Linked DNA regions of Sus scrofa: regions 2 and 3 are each linked to region 1. A link is a contact called in public Hi-C and promoter capture Hi-C data. All regions are on one chromosome and are shown on one strand. The core of a region is the stretch at or near the end of the contact, and the rest is flanking DNA. Distances in the headings are between cores, read along the strand shown.

What was found. Promoter capture Hi-C pulls out the DNA fragments that hold promoters and counts their contacts. Hi-C and Micro-C count contacts between places; a contact is called where the count stands out from the background.
Region 2: a Hi-C map of liver shows a contact between it and region 1, with 1.9 times the contacts expected there. The contact joins the promoter of CIZ1 here to the promoter of SPTAN1 in region 1. A contact is called at or near these places in 1 of 5 promoter capture datasets (liver) and 2 of 47 Hi-C or Micro-C datasets (liver and skeletal muscle).
Region 3: a contact with region 1 is called in a promoter capture Hi-C map of fetal skeletal muscle, with 4 times the contacts expected there. The contact joins the promoter of DOLK here to the promoter of SPTAN1 in region 1. A contact is called at or near these places in 3 of 5 promoter capture datasets (fetal liver, fetal skeletal muscle and liver) and 1 of 2 datasets of contacts at active chromatin or transcription factors (alveolar macrophages).

What each region holds. Positions count from the first base shown.
Region 1 is chr1:268,933,117-268,937,720 of Sscrofa11.1, reverse strand. It overlaps SPTAN1 (spectrin alpha chain, non-erythrocytic 1), which reads right to left and starts at 1,601. Exons shown (of 59, transcript XM_013993907.2): 1 at 1,508-1,601.
Region 2 is chr1:268,640,328-268,644,970 of Sscrofa11.1, reverse strand. It overlaps CIZ1 (cip1-interacting zinc finger protein), which reads left to right and starts at 2,907. Exons shown (of 19, transcript XM_013993898.2): 1 at 2,907-3,127; 2 at 3,700-3,874; 3 at 4,123-4,238. The coding sequence starts at 3,705.
Region 3 is chr1:269,257,168-269,261,790 of Sscrofa11.1, reverse strand. DOLK (dolichol kinase) reads left to right here and starts at 2,307. Exons shown (of 1, transcript XM_001928919.5): 1 at 2,307-4,405. The coding sequence starts at 2,635. The coding sequence ends at 4,251. NUP188 (nucleoporin NUP188 homolog) reads right to left here and starts at 2,295. Exons shown (of 43, transcript XM_021069837.1): 1 at 2,197-2,295. The coding sequence starts at 2,228.

The DNA.
Region 1 (4,604 bases), core at 352-2,851:
TAACAGCTAACACACTTTGAGGGTCCCTTTGAGTGAGGCTGGCCTAGTTACTAAAAAAGGCTTACTGTTAATTTCCTGCACACAGCACATTTTTATTTTCCTGTAGCACATTTTTTAAACTTGGCCTTCAATGTGACCTTTCCAAACCTGACATCAGCTGCAAACAAAAGGGAAAATACAGGACGAGTTTGAGGAGCTGGAATCTTGGCTCATGGCTTCATACAGCTGAGTGTTCCCACTGTTCTTCAGATTTTCTGTTTCCTGGCTGCAAGACACCCCCACCCTTCCATCTTTGATACATTCTGCTTTAGTTAAGTCCAATTGCTATGACGACGCAATTTTCAACACATTATGAAAATATTTCATATGCTCTTTCTTCTCTCCTTCCCTAACAGCCATCGTGGTTAAGATTTTCTAAAATATCAGGATGAAGACAGAACAAAGAGTCACAGTCTAGGATCTATTATATAAAAGACATGACAAGGTGTTGCACCTCAACTCAGCCTTCTGGGCTAGTCTAGCTTTTAATTTAAAATATATCCAACCCTTAACCTTAACGAGCCCTTTGTTTAAAATACATTTTATCCCAGTTCATCGAAGAGAATTTTTTTTTTTTCCCAAAGAAGACTTTTAAATGAAAAGCAATTTTCTTTGGGAATCATCAACCAAATTCGCAGGAATAGCTTTCAAACAAAAGGCTGCTCTATCATTAAACACCGGCTGGCTGTAGAATTTCTGACAAATATTCTGTCCTCGACTCGAAAGACCTGGTCTCAGGGTAAAACAAACAAAAAACCCTCTAAGCTATTAAGTTATTTGATTTAGGTCTCCTACAAAGCAAGCGCCGCATCTACCAGTTATTTACAAGCAAATCAGTTGGGGAGGAAAGATATGTTTGTTACAAGGGACGAAAAGGAGATGGCCAATCTCGGACTTTTCTGCATCGAGAAAAGGCCAAGATCGCTACATTGGATGAAATTAAGGTCAAAGAGCCCTTCATCTTCCGCTCTTCCTCCCTCAAGGGCTGGGCCGGCACTGCTGGTCGGCTTTGGAGAAAGGAGCTGCACAAGTCGCTCCCCACCGAGGAGCCAGGATTGGGGGCGGCGGGGGAAGCGCCCCTCGGGGAGAAGAATGGAGAAACCAAGCGGACCAGGAAGCCCCCGCCCCACCTGCCGCAGCCGGATGGGGCAGGGCGGGGCCGAAGCCGGCTGGGGGAGGGGGGTACGGGAGGGACCTGGCGGCCCCCCGCCCCCTCCGCCCAGTCAATGACATTCCTGCGGCCGGCGCCCAGGCTCGGCCCCGCGGCTCCTCCGCAGCCCACGCACCACAAGCCGGTCGCGGCCGGTTCGCCCGGCTCCCCGCCCCACCGAGGGAGCGGCGAGGCAGCCCGGGCTCACCTGTCCGCGCGCTGGCGCGGCCCCGCCCCAGGGGCTGCCCGGCTCCCGGCCCAGGGGTCGACCGCCCTCGGGCCCCGCTCCCGCCCTGGCTCGCCCGCTCCTCCTCTCACCGGCTCCTGGGGGTGAGGGCAGTGGGTGCGTCGGGCCGGGGGTGCTGGGGGAACCGACGGGGCTCTGCGGCCTCCGCTCCTCTCCGTTCGCTCCGCAGCGGGTAGTGGCGGTGACGCGCGCGCCCCGCCTCTTTTATAGGCGGCCGCGCGCGTTCCGGCGGCGAGCGGGCGCGAGCGCGGGGGAAGGGCCCCGGCGCGGCGCGAGGGGCGGGGTCGAGCTCCGGCGGAGCAAAGGGGGCGGAGCTCCCGCCGACTCGCCGCCCGATCGTCAGGCGGAAAGGGTCGAGCGCTCCCGGAAGAAGCCGAAGAGGCAATGCGGGGGAAGAGCCGAGTCCTGCGAGCGCCGCGGGAGGAGGGGGAAGGAGTGCGCGCGCCAGGGGTGGGGGTTGATGGTGCAGTGGTGTCGCTACCTCCGCCCAGGCGGGCTGAGATGCTCCAGCCGCACCGCCCTCCCCGCAGCCAGCATCCTCCAATCCTGCCCCTCCCCGCCCTGCAGAGAATCTTCTGCACCCCACCCACCCCTCCGCCCCTGGGAGCCCTTCCAGGACTGCAGCGAAGGGCGGGGCAGGGCCATTGCTGCAGTCTGGCCGGGGATGCTTCGCGCCCCAGCCGGAAAAACGGCCAGTCACAAAGGGTGAGGTCACCCGTATGCTTCTCTTCCTCTTGCTCCCTTTCCCTAGGAGAAGGCTGGTGCGGGGACCCAAATCAGCCTTCTCTGTTGGGGGTTGGGGGTTGGGGGGTCAAGAAATAGAGGATGGGAAGTTACCATCGTGGCTCAGCGATAACGAACCCGCCTAGTGTCCATGAGGATGAGGGTTCGATCCCTAGCCTCGCTGGGTGGGTTAAGGATCCTGCATTGCTGTGAGCTGTGGTGTAGGTCGCAGAGGCAGATCGGATCCCGCGTTGCTGTGGCATAGCCGCAGCAGCTGTAGCTCCAATTCGACCTAGCCTGGGACCTTCATAGGCCGCGGGTGTGGCCCTAAAAAGCAAAAAATAATAAACTAAAGGAAGAAACCGAAAATGACTTGAGGCTTCGGGTTTGAGGAGGTAATAAGAGATGTCAAATACGATCATCAAAAATTTGGCGTTTATGTCTGTCTTTCTGAGATTTGAAGAGTTAACAATTTCTTAGGCTCTTACATCAACAGCTTCTGACAAGTCGCCAGTGGAACAGGATGCATTAGTCGTATTTTGCAAATGAGACATTAAGATTCTTTTTGCCACAATGAATTGATCTTTCCTTATGTACCAGGCACTCTGCTAAGCATGTCATGTATTAAAATTTTTAAAAATCTCTGCAATAATTTTATGAGATAGTGTTCTTTCCCCATTTTTTCAAAAGAGGACACTGATATCAAAGCTTATTTTCCTGTCCTAGGTCAGGCAGGTAGCCAGAAGAAAAAAGCTAGGATTTCAATCCAGGCAGCCAGAACCTTCTCTTTAAACCCTGTGCTATATACTGCCTTGTCATAGGAAAGGGGAGGCATTGTGATGGTGGATGCTGAGGTGCCAAGAAAAGGAAATAAGATTTCTGGAATTTCTGTTCCTTACAGTCTTAGCAGTTTCAGGGCCTGCCTCTGTAGCTAGAAGCCCTCCAGTATTTAGGAAGCCTTTTCCCCACCCCCACTCTGGTGACAGCTGGGCCACAGCCATTGAGAGTAACACCCAGATCATTCCTGTGCAGTCAGGCAGACCAGGAGCTCTGCAGCTCAGGACAGCCTCAGCCTCCTGGTTACCAGGCACCCCACCCCCTCCCCTGCTGCTGCTGCCGCCGCCGCCGCTGCTGCCGCCGCCGCCGCCGCTGCCCCTTAAATAGCTATGAAGGCCATGGACACTGCACCAGAACTGGGGGCCCAGCCCTGAGCTTCTTGGCCCTCTGCAGTTTGCCTTGTTCCCTGGGCCTGGAATCTGCAATCTGGCTTCTCAGCTGCCCAGGCTGGAGCCCTGATAATGAAGAAAAACTCCCCTCTTCCCTCACTCCATGGGTGTGCAGAGAAAAGAAAAGGAGTGGCCACACCCCAGAAGCAGCTTTCGAGAATCTGGAGGAAACACGTAGGAGCTGAGAGGCATTTCCTGCAATGTTCCGTGTAGAGAAAACAGACCTGGTACCTCCTCCCCGGCCTGTGCATTTCTGGAGGCAGCTGATGGCGTCCACAGTCTCTTCTCCAGTGGGGAGCAGCAAAAGGTTTAAGCAGCTATTCAGATCTGGGTACAAAATGGCCAACACAATAACAGCTCTCCAAAAGGTCCAAAGACCTTCTGCCCTAGCAAAGGACATTAAGGATCTGACCTTGTCACAGCTGGGCCTAGGTTGCGGCTGCGGTTCTGATTCATCCCTGGCCCGGGCACTTCCATAGACCGTGCGTGTGGGAAGGGTGTCAAGGTCCCTGGGCAGAAGCTGTAAAAAAAGGAAGATTTTTCTCTGAAAAAGCTTTCTTTTGAATCACTTTGGCCTCCTAGTCAAATGGGGGTTTTGCTGCTTTTACTGGAGGCAAAACAGATTTGCAACCTTAGAGAGAGCTTCTGTATTGGTACAGAAACTAAAATCTTATTTGTTCTTCTTTTGCCTCATCTGAGACATGGCCCCAAACCAGTATCTCCAAACCTTTCCACCGCCCACACATCCACCCACTCTTCACCTGGCACTGGATATGAGACACGGAAAAAGCCGTTCTTCCCACTTCTATTGTCTGCCTACATCATCTCCCACCAATTTCACCAAATGCCACTCTGTGAGGTGTGGGGAGAGAGATGATGAAGCAGAAACTGGGCTTCTTTGTTTTCTGAGAGATACTCATTGAGAACAAAGACAAAAAAGGACAGGACAGCGTAGCAGCTCTGAAATTAATCCACCCCAGATTCTCGGTCACGTAGCAGGGAGGGTAGTGATGAGACTGAATTCTAAGCTCCTTTGCCTTAACCCACTGTGCCAGGCCAGGGATTGACCTGCTTCTGAATGCCCCAGAGACACGGCTCCTGTTGCACCACAGTGGAAACGCCTCTAAAGTTTTTTTTTGTTTTGTTTTTTTGGGGTTTGTTTGTTTCTTTGTCTTTTGAGGGCCGCACCTGCAGCATATGGAAGTTCCCAGGCTAGGGG
Region 2 (4,643 bases), core at 1,658-4,157, 290 kb after region 1:
TGATCACAGCAAATTGAAAAAAAAAAAAAAAAAAGGAGAGAGAGAGAGAGAAAGCCATCTCTCCCACAGACCCACTACACACGTATATTTCTCCTTTCTAAAACCAGGACATAATGTGTATGCAGTTTTGTAACCTGCTGAGTTGACTTCACATCATCAATGTGAATGTTCAAATATCCTTTGAGGGAGTTCTCTGATGGCCTAGCAGGTTGAGGCTCCTGCGTTCTCACTGCTGTGCAGTGTAGGTTCGATCCTTGGTGCAGGAATTCCCACATACTACCACACGGGAAAAAGAAAAAGAAACATCAATCAATCAAACAAAGAGACAAAAAAAACAAGAGAGAACCTGAAATAAACGTGGCAACCCTCATTTAAAACAAAATCCTGGGAGTTCCATGGCGCAGTGGAAACGAATCCGACTGGGAATCATGAGGTTGCAGGTTCGATCCCTGGCCTCGCTCAGTGGGTTAAGGTTCTGGCGTTGGGTTGCCATGAGTTGTGGTGTAGGTCGCAGATGCAGCTTGGATCTGGTGTTGCTGTGGCTCTGGCACAGAACAGCAGCTGTAACTCTGATTAGACCCTTAGCCAGGGATCTCCATATGCTGTGGGTGCAGCCCTCAAAAGATGAAAGACAACGACAACAATAACAACAGAATCCTAAAAGACAAAAAAAATTAAATAAAAATAACAGCAAATCCTTTGGAGTTCCGGTTGTGGCACAGTGGTTAACGAATCTGACTAGGAACCATGAGGTTGCAGGTTCGATCCCTGGCCTTGCTCAGTGGGTTAAGGATCTGGCGTTGCCGTGAGCTGTGGTGTAGGTCGCAGACACAGCTCAGATCCCGCGTTGCTGTGGCTCTGGTGTAGGTTGGCAGCTACAGCTCCAATTAGACCCCTAGCCTGGGAACCTCCATATGCCGCAGAAGTGGCCCTAGAAAAGGCAAAATAATAATAATAATAATAAACAAAATCCTTTGAGGAGTCCCCATTGTGGCTCAGTGGAAACAAATCTGACTAGCATCCATGAGGACGCAGGTTCGATCCCTGCCTTGCTCAGTAGGTTAAGGATCCGGCGTTGCTGAGGCTGTAGTGTAGACCGCTGGCTACAGCTTCGTTTCAACCTCTAGCCTGGGAACCTCCATATCCCGCAGGTGTGGCCTTAAAAACACAAAAATAAAAATTAAAAATATGAAAAAATCCTTTGAAATAATTCCTGAAGGCTGTGTGCCTTAGGAGGCGGACACCAATGCTTTATTTAGCTGTTCCCCAAAGTTGATTATTTTCCAGACAGCTATGATAAATCATGTTTCTGTGAGTGACTTGCTGGGTTTTGAAAAGACTTCTTTCTGATTATTTTCTTGGGCTAGATTCCTATAAGTGGGGTGACCAGATCAAGGGGCAAGGTGTTCAAGGCGTTCAAGAGTCTTGATGGAGAATTTGCAGAATGCTTTCTGGAAAGGTGAACCAACACAGGAATCCAGTGCTGGCTTCTCTACCTTTACCACCACGAACATTATTTTTAGCTTTTTGTACTTTGGCAATTTGCTAAGCTCGCCCTGTGCCAGGTGCCAGTGCTAAACGTTATGTAATAGCATCCTCACACATACAACTCTTCCCCCGGGAGGGGGTACTCATTTTACAGACGAAGAAAGGCTCAGGTCCGCCAGGGGCGCCTAGCCACAAGGCAGCGGGACCCCAATTCAATCCCGGACCCCTCCGAGGTCCCAGATAGATCTATCTGTTTGGAAGCCTGGGCGATCTTGACTTGACCCCACCCCTTCTTCCTTGGTTCTCACTGGAGCCGAGCGTTCTAATCTGGGTGGATACGATGCTGTCACACTCTCTTCTCTAGCGCTCCCTGCCCTCCATAGATAAAACCCAACTCTTCAGGCCCGTGTTCAAAGCCTGGTTGCCCTTCCGCCCAAGGCGCGAAGTCCCCTGAGTCTAGCCGCGCCCAGCCCTCCCGCCTAAGTCCAAGCAGAGTTAGGCACCTCTGTGCGGCCGCCCGGGGCGGCGGTAGAGCGGGTCCCGAGCTTTAGGGAAGCACTGGTCACATGACTGCAGTGATTGGTTGACACTCGGGTCTCCTTGGGTGGACCTCAGGTCTGCGCATCCCTAGCGCCACCATGCGCCGTGCGGCATGTGGTCTGCGCCTAAAGCAAAGTGAGCGCATTGCCTGGGGCTGTTAAGAGTTGAGGACGGCTTTGAGTAACTGCAAAGGGGAGAGAGATTGCTATTTAGTAACGCAGCTCGGTGACTCGAAGTGGGGGCCATTGGGAAGGGCGCCGGGGCGCAGGACGGAGTCGTAATTAAAGGGTCTTTGCTGGCAGCACCATTCGGGGGCAGGATGCGCGCCGGGTTTTGTTGTGGTTGTTTTAACCATTGAACTCAGCCCTCCTCACCCGCCCCCGAGTCAAATCCTAGGGGGAAAAAACAGTAACTTTCAAACCCACCTCCCATACCTTTTAGGGCAAATTCTTCTGCCCCGCTATGCCGATCGCCTTCTCGCCCGGTCTCAGTCCCCTAATGTACAGCTGCACGCCCCTCCCATCCCAGCCCCGCGCGGGGCCCTTGATCGCGGGACAGTGGCACCCGCGGGGAGGTCGGTTGGAGACGGTCCCCGCCAGACGACAGATCACTCTGGGTGGCGACGGATGGACTTTGGGCTCAGAGCAGCCCCTTCACGATGCGGAGAACGAGGGACGGAGGGTCTGCTCTGCTCAGGACCGCCTCGCAGCCCGGAACTAAGCCCTCCACTACCCAGCCGCTGGGTGAGCAGGCACCGCCCCTGCCGCGTTGCGGGTGCGCTGGGCAGGATCTCGCGACGCGGCGGGCGCCACCCGGACCTCCCGGCCTCCAGAGGGCGCTGCCTGGGCCCGGCCTGCAGACCGCCTTCGGAAGCGCCAGGCCCCGGCGGAGCTGCGGGGAGCCGGGGATCCGCGAGCCGGAGCCTCCCGGCCTGTCCGGCCTGCCCTGCCGCTGGGGCCTACGCGACCGCGGCGAGAGTGCGGGGAGGAGGCCGTGCGATTCCCGCCCTGGGAGGCGAGGGGCGCGGGCCGGGCACCGCTGGGGGGACGGCCGAAGACTTAGGGGCCCCTTGAACGGAGGCTGCGGGCTTCGCGGGCAGGTGGGGATACCGGATTTGAAGTGTAATGCTGGCTCGATCTGTAAAGGAAGGGGTTAGTGGAATGGGGGTGGGGAGTAGAGTGGAGGGAAGCCTGTCCTACTTCGTTCTTGGATGAAAGTGAAAGGTAGCGGCGGGGGTGGGGGCGGGGGCTGATGTTATTGACATAAAATGTGCGCTTGGGACGGGGTGGGCGTATCAAAGGGGTGTGAGTGGAGAGGGGCTGGCATCGGTACGCGATTGGCGCGGAGAATGGCCGAAGGGTGGGGTGGGAGGTGTATTTGTGTCGGACGCTCCTCCAGGAAGGACCGAGCGGGAGAGTTGGCGAGATAGGGGGCGGGGTCGGACGTTTGAAAGGGGGACTGTTGGAAAGATTTGGGGGAAATTGGCAGGAGGCGGGGGGGCGAACCCTTCTGCTGGTGGAATTGGAGGGGTTTTGAAAGGATGGGCCGCAAGTGTGGCCAGCTCTGGGCAGGACCGGGACAGTAGCTGTGAAACTCAGCCGCGGTATTTGAGCGCCGCGGGCTGGGAGTGGGTGACGGAGATCCGGCCTGACTCCCCCCGCCTTCCCTCAGCCACCATGTTCAACCAGCAGCAGCAGCAGCAGCTCCAGCAGTTCCAGCAGCAGCAGCAGCAGCTTCAGCAGCAACAGCTTCAGCAGCAGCAGCTACAACAGCAGCAGTTGCTGCAGCTCCAGCAGCTGCTCCAGCAGTCCCCTCCGCAGGCTCCTCTGCCCATGGCCGTCAGCCGGTGAGCTCCCACTGGAGGGGTGGGTGGCTTTAGCCCAGCCCCTCAGATGCATGCCTTGGTGCGTCCCCTCCCCCAAGACATTTCTCCCCGGAGCATCCCTGTCTGAGTCCTGGAGGCCCCTACTCCCCACCCCAAGGGGATCCTCTGTCTGCTGTAGAGGCAGGCAGAGAATGGAGGAGAGGGATCTCAGGGAGGAGGGAGGATCTGACTCTCCCAGTAACCGTCTGACTCCTGCTCTCAACACCCAGGGGGCTCCCCCAGCAGCAACCACAGCAGCAGCTCCTGAATCTCCAGGGCACCAGCTCCGCCTCCCTCCTCAACGGCTCTGTGCTGCAGAGAGCTTTGCTTCTGCAGCAGTTGCAAGGTACGGCCGCCGGCCCTGTCTCTCTCCATCCTAAGGGTAGCTCCTCAACAGCATTCAATGTCAAGTCCACACGGCAACCCTGAGAGGGAGCTACTGTCAGGGTCCTAGTGATGAGGACACTGAGGCTCTAGGAGGTGGAAGTCCCTCAGTTGCTCAGCTGAATGCAGGTCTGTCTGATCACGGCAGTGTGCCCTTGGCCATGGTGCCAGCTCCGTGGGCGCTACTCAGCACACTTTGCTGACATGCACATTAGAAGATGATGGGTGGAAAGGTCTATTTTGACCACCCTCCTTCGCATCTTGTTTGGCAGATGAGGAAGCTGAGGTTCAGAGAAGGAAAGTCATTTGCCCTGGGTCACACAGCATCAGCAGTGGTTGAGCTAGATGGAGGCTTGGGCCTCCTGAC
Region 3 (4,623 bases), core at 1,058-3,557, 320 kb before region 1:
TTGGAAACTTTTGGATGAAAGCAACTAGATGAGAAATAGTCTGAGTTCCCCTGGTGGCTCTGGTTACTGCTGTGGCCAGGGTTCGCTCCCTATCCTGGGAACTTCCACATGCTGCATGGCCAAAAATAACAACAGTCCTTTATTAATAATTGTGTCCTTTTGATAGAAAGACTGAGACACAGCCAACCTACTCTGAGATAATCCTTTTGAGAAACACAGTTAACTACTCCACGTGGAAAAAATGAATAAAAGTTGCCACCGCCCATGGATGCTGACTCCACAGAAGCACACCTCTCCTTCGTGAACTGAAATTTAAGCTAGGCAGCATGCTTTCAAACCACAGCTGTTTTCTCGCACCCATTAACTTTAGAACACAAGAGATAACCCCAAATGCCAATATTCGAGCTTTCTGCCAAACCCTCAGTGATTCTCCCAACTGTGAGTGATTTAAGAGTACTGCTATTCCACTTTTGACCAGTGCCAACTCGTATTAACATACACCTTCTTACAAGCTTCAGAATCACCTCAATATTACCCTGAAAAGGATTAATATTTGGAGAAACAGACTCCAAGGGTAAGGTGGCCTGTCTGTGGTCATCTGCAAATCAGCAGGCACCAGGAACAGAATTTCAGTTTTCTCTTAGCTCAGACTTCTAGGCATTTCAAACAGAAGGCTGCTGTTCAGTATAATCCCAATCATTATAACATGCTGACCAGCACAAAAAGAAAGAAAAGATTGTTCCTAAAGCAGGCTATGCACAAAGCAGGGCCTAGAAATCCCAGGTGTCATTTCTGCCACTTTCAGGTGTGAATGTGGTAGGTTCCCCCAGGATGAAGAAAGCATCTTTCAGGCAAACTAACCGCTTCCCTCTCCTTGCCCTCTCTTTCACTGAAGAACGCGCCTGGCCCTGCAGGAGCTGACCTTTACCCAAGCTCCACAAGGACTGTAAGACAAGCCTAAAAAAAGGAGAGCACAGCGACCACAATGCTGCCCGATACAAGAGCTGACATGAAAAACAGCGGAGGAGAAAAACACAAACTGCTCCAGAAATAGTTCGATGGAAATTCCAGAGAAGAGAAATCTCACTTGAAACTTTACATGATTAAAAAGTATCATCACAATGGAAAAAAAAAAAAAAAAGTCACTTGAGCAGAGAGGCGCAGGAAGTCGTACAGAGAACAAGGGCAATACTTGTCATAAATATTTACTCAGAGCCTATTCCATGCTCTTCGGAGTGTTGAGTAGTAGTGAAAAGCCAAAAAAAGTAGCGAAACACTGCAGGCACAGGGAAGAAGTGACAAGGGGACGGTTAGCCGGGAGGGTGGCCGCGAGAATGGAAGCCGCTTCGAGCTGTAAGTGGAAGATGGAAGTGTGGCGATCTGGTTACAGATCCAGAGGCAGACACACGCCTGTTCGAAGCCTCACCGGACCCCTCCGCCAGTTCTGAGTTGGGTCTATGAGTCATCTATCCGTAAAACACAAGGTGCCGCTCGGAGTCGTGGGAGTTCAAGGAGATAAAGCCATGGAAAAGAACGCGCCTCGCCAGCCCGGCGCTGGTATCGCTCCAGAAGTAAGAACTGTCTCTTTCTTTTGAGTATTTTATCTTCCCGTCCCCAAAGCCCAGTACAGTGCGTGGGGTGTCCGCTGACGGAATCAATACAGGAGAAAATGAATAGATGGATGAATGAAAGGCTGGGCGGCCCAAGAGGGCAGAAACTGCAGGAACGTGGCTCGGCGACGCCCGAAACAGACCTTCCATGGAGAGCACATGCGGGACCCTGGGGAGCGCCGCCGGGAAGGGCCCAGGAGGCTGCGGCGGGGACGGGGTGGGGGCTCCCCGGGCGACCGCGAAGCGCCCCGTCGCGCCTCGAGGGAGCGTCACGCCAGCCAGGAAGCGGGAGGGGGGCGCCGAGGGACGCGCCACGGGGAGAGGGGAAGAAGGGAAAGGAACCGGAGACCGGAGGCGGGCGCCGAGGGAAGGGGTAAGGCACCGGCCCCCTCTCCGAGAAGTCGCTTCAGATGCCCGCGCGCCGAGACCGTTTGGCCGTAACCGCCTCCATCCCGGCGCCCGTCCGCCTAGCCGGCCTTCGCCCCGCCACTGCCGCTACATCGTGCCCTCAAATCCCGCCCCGCTTCCGGCTCGGATTCGACCCGGCGCCTAACAGCCACCCCCGCTGACTCGGCCCGCTCCGCACCTCACACACGGCCCGGTGGCGGCCGCCGCCATCTTCGCGCGCGCGCGCCCTAGCCCCGCCCCCAGACGCCGCGCCCACGTGACCGCTCGCCTCCGGGGCGTGGACGGGGCTTTTCGTCACGTGACGGCGGGCGGGGCCAACATGGCGTGGCCCGGAGCGGTGAGGACTCCCGGGCGAGGGCGGTCGAGTCAGTGAGGGAGTCGGTGGAGGAGCGACACCTACGCTTGAGGTGGGAGACGTTGGAGCGTGACCTGACGCCAGCTCCTTGCCTGCACAGAGTGATCATTCAGTGGCGCTTCCCTTCTGGCAGCAGGAGAGCGGATAGAGAACGTGCTGGCTGGGTGAAGCTACCGCTCTGTGCCTGGCGAGGATTGAGGAGCCCAGAATCCAAGGCATCTCCAGTCACCCGGGTTTCCCCGGGGTCCCAGATCTAGAGACATGACCCGAGAGTGCGCTCCTCCGGCCTCTGGGTCCGGGGCTCCGCTGAGCGGGTCCGTGCTGGCAGAGGCAGCGGTGGTGTTCATAGTGGTACTGAGCATCCACGCAGCAGTGTGGGATCGGTACTCGTGGTGCGCCGTGGCCCTCGCCGTGCAGGCCTTCTACGTCCAATACAAGTGGGACCGACTGCTACAGCAGGGAAGCGCGGTCTTCCAGTTCCGAATGTCCGCAAACAGTGGCCTCCTGCCCGCTTCGGTGGTCATGCCTTTGCTCGGACTGGTTATGAAGGAGCGCTGCCAGGCTGCGGGGAACCCATACTTTGAGCGCTTTGGAATTGTGGTGGCGGCCACTGGCATGGCAGTGGCCCTCTTCTCGTCAGTATTGGCTCTGGGCATCACTCGCCCGGTGCCCACCAACACCTGTGTCATCTCGGGCTTGGCTGGAGGTGTCATCATTTATATCATGAAGCACTCTCTGAGTGTAGGCGAGGTGATAGAGGTCCTGGAGGTCCTGCTGATCTTCGTCTACCTCAACATGATCCTGCTGTACCTGTTGCCCCGCTGCTTCACCCCTGGAGAGGCTCTGCTGGTATTGGGTGGCATCAGCTTCATGCTCAACCAGCTCATTAAGCGGTCTCTGACTGTGGTGGAAAGCCAGGGAGACCCCTTGGACTTCTTCCTGCTGGTGGTGGTGGTAGGGATGGTGCTCATGGGCATCTTCTTCAGCACCCTCTTTGTTTTCATGGATTCAGGCACCTGGGCCTCCTCCATCTTCTTCCACCTCATGACCTGTGTGCTGGGCCTTGGCGTGGTCCTGCCCTGGCTTCACCGGCTCATCCGCAGGAATCCCCTGCTCTGGCTTTTTCAGTTCCTCTTCCAGACGGAGACCCGAGTCTACCTCCTGGCCTACTGGTCTCTGCTGGCCACCTTGGCCTGCCTGGTGGTGCTATACCAGAATGCCAAGCGGTCATCTTCTGAGTCCAAGAAGCACCAGGCCCCCACCATTGCTCGGAAGTATTTCCACTTCATTGTGGTAGCCACCTACATCCCAGGTATCATCTTTGACCGGCCACTGCTCTACGTGGCCGCCACCGTGTGTCTGGCGGTCTTCATCTTCCTGGAGTACGTGCGCTACTTCCGCATCAAGCCCCTGGGCCACACGCTTCGGAGCCTCCTGTCCCTATTCCTGGATGAACGAGACAGTGGACCGCTCATCCTGACCCACATCTATCTGCTGCTAGGCATGTCTCTTCCCATTTGGCTAGTCCCCAGGCCCTGCACACAGAAGGGTAGCCTCGGGGGAGCGAGGGCCCTAGTCCCCTATGCCGGCGTCCTAGCCGTCGGTGTGGGTGACACCGTGGCCTCCATATTCGGCAGCACCATGGGGGAGATCCGCTGGCCCGGAACCAAAAAGACTTTTGAGGGGACCATGACATCTATATTTGCCCAGATCATTTCTGTAGCTCTGATCTTAATCTTTGACAGTGGAGTAGACCTAAACTACAGCTATGCTTGGATTCTGGGCTCCATCAGCACCGTGTCCCTCTTAGAAGCATACACTACGCAGATAGACAATCTGCTTTTGCCTCTCTACCTCCTGATACTGCTGATGGCGTAGCTGCTGCACAGCAGCCATGGAGGAGACAGGGACATGGGGAAGATGAATGGTCCTCACAGCTGCCAGCCCCTTGGGCGGGAAGAGCCCAGGGGTGAGATACAGATTTAATTTTTCAGTCGATTCAGATTTCAAATAAAAATCAAAGCACTCCTGATTTTAGTTTTGCTGATACTTAAAAAGCAAAAAAAAAGGCAGTTCCCGATGTGGCTTAGCGGTAACGAAGCTGACTAGTATCCATGAGGATGCAGGTTTGATCCCTGGCCTCACTCAGTGGGTTAGGGATCCAGCATGTCTGTGAGCTGTGGTGTAGGTTGCAGATGAGGCTCAGGTCCAGCATTGCTGTGGCTGTGGCTGTGGCTGGCTGCTGCAACT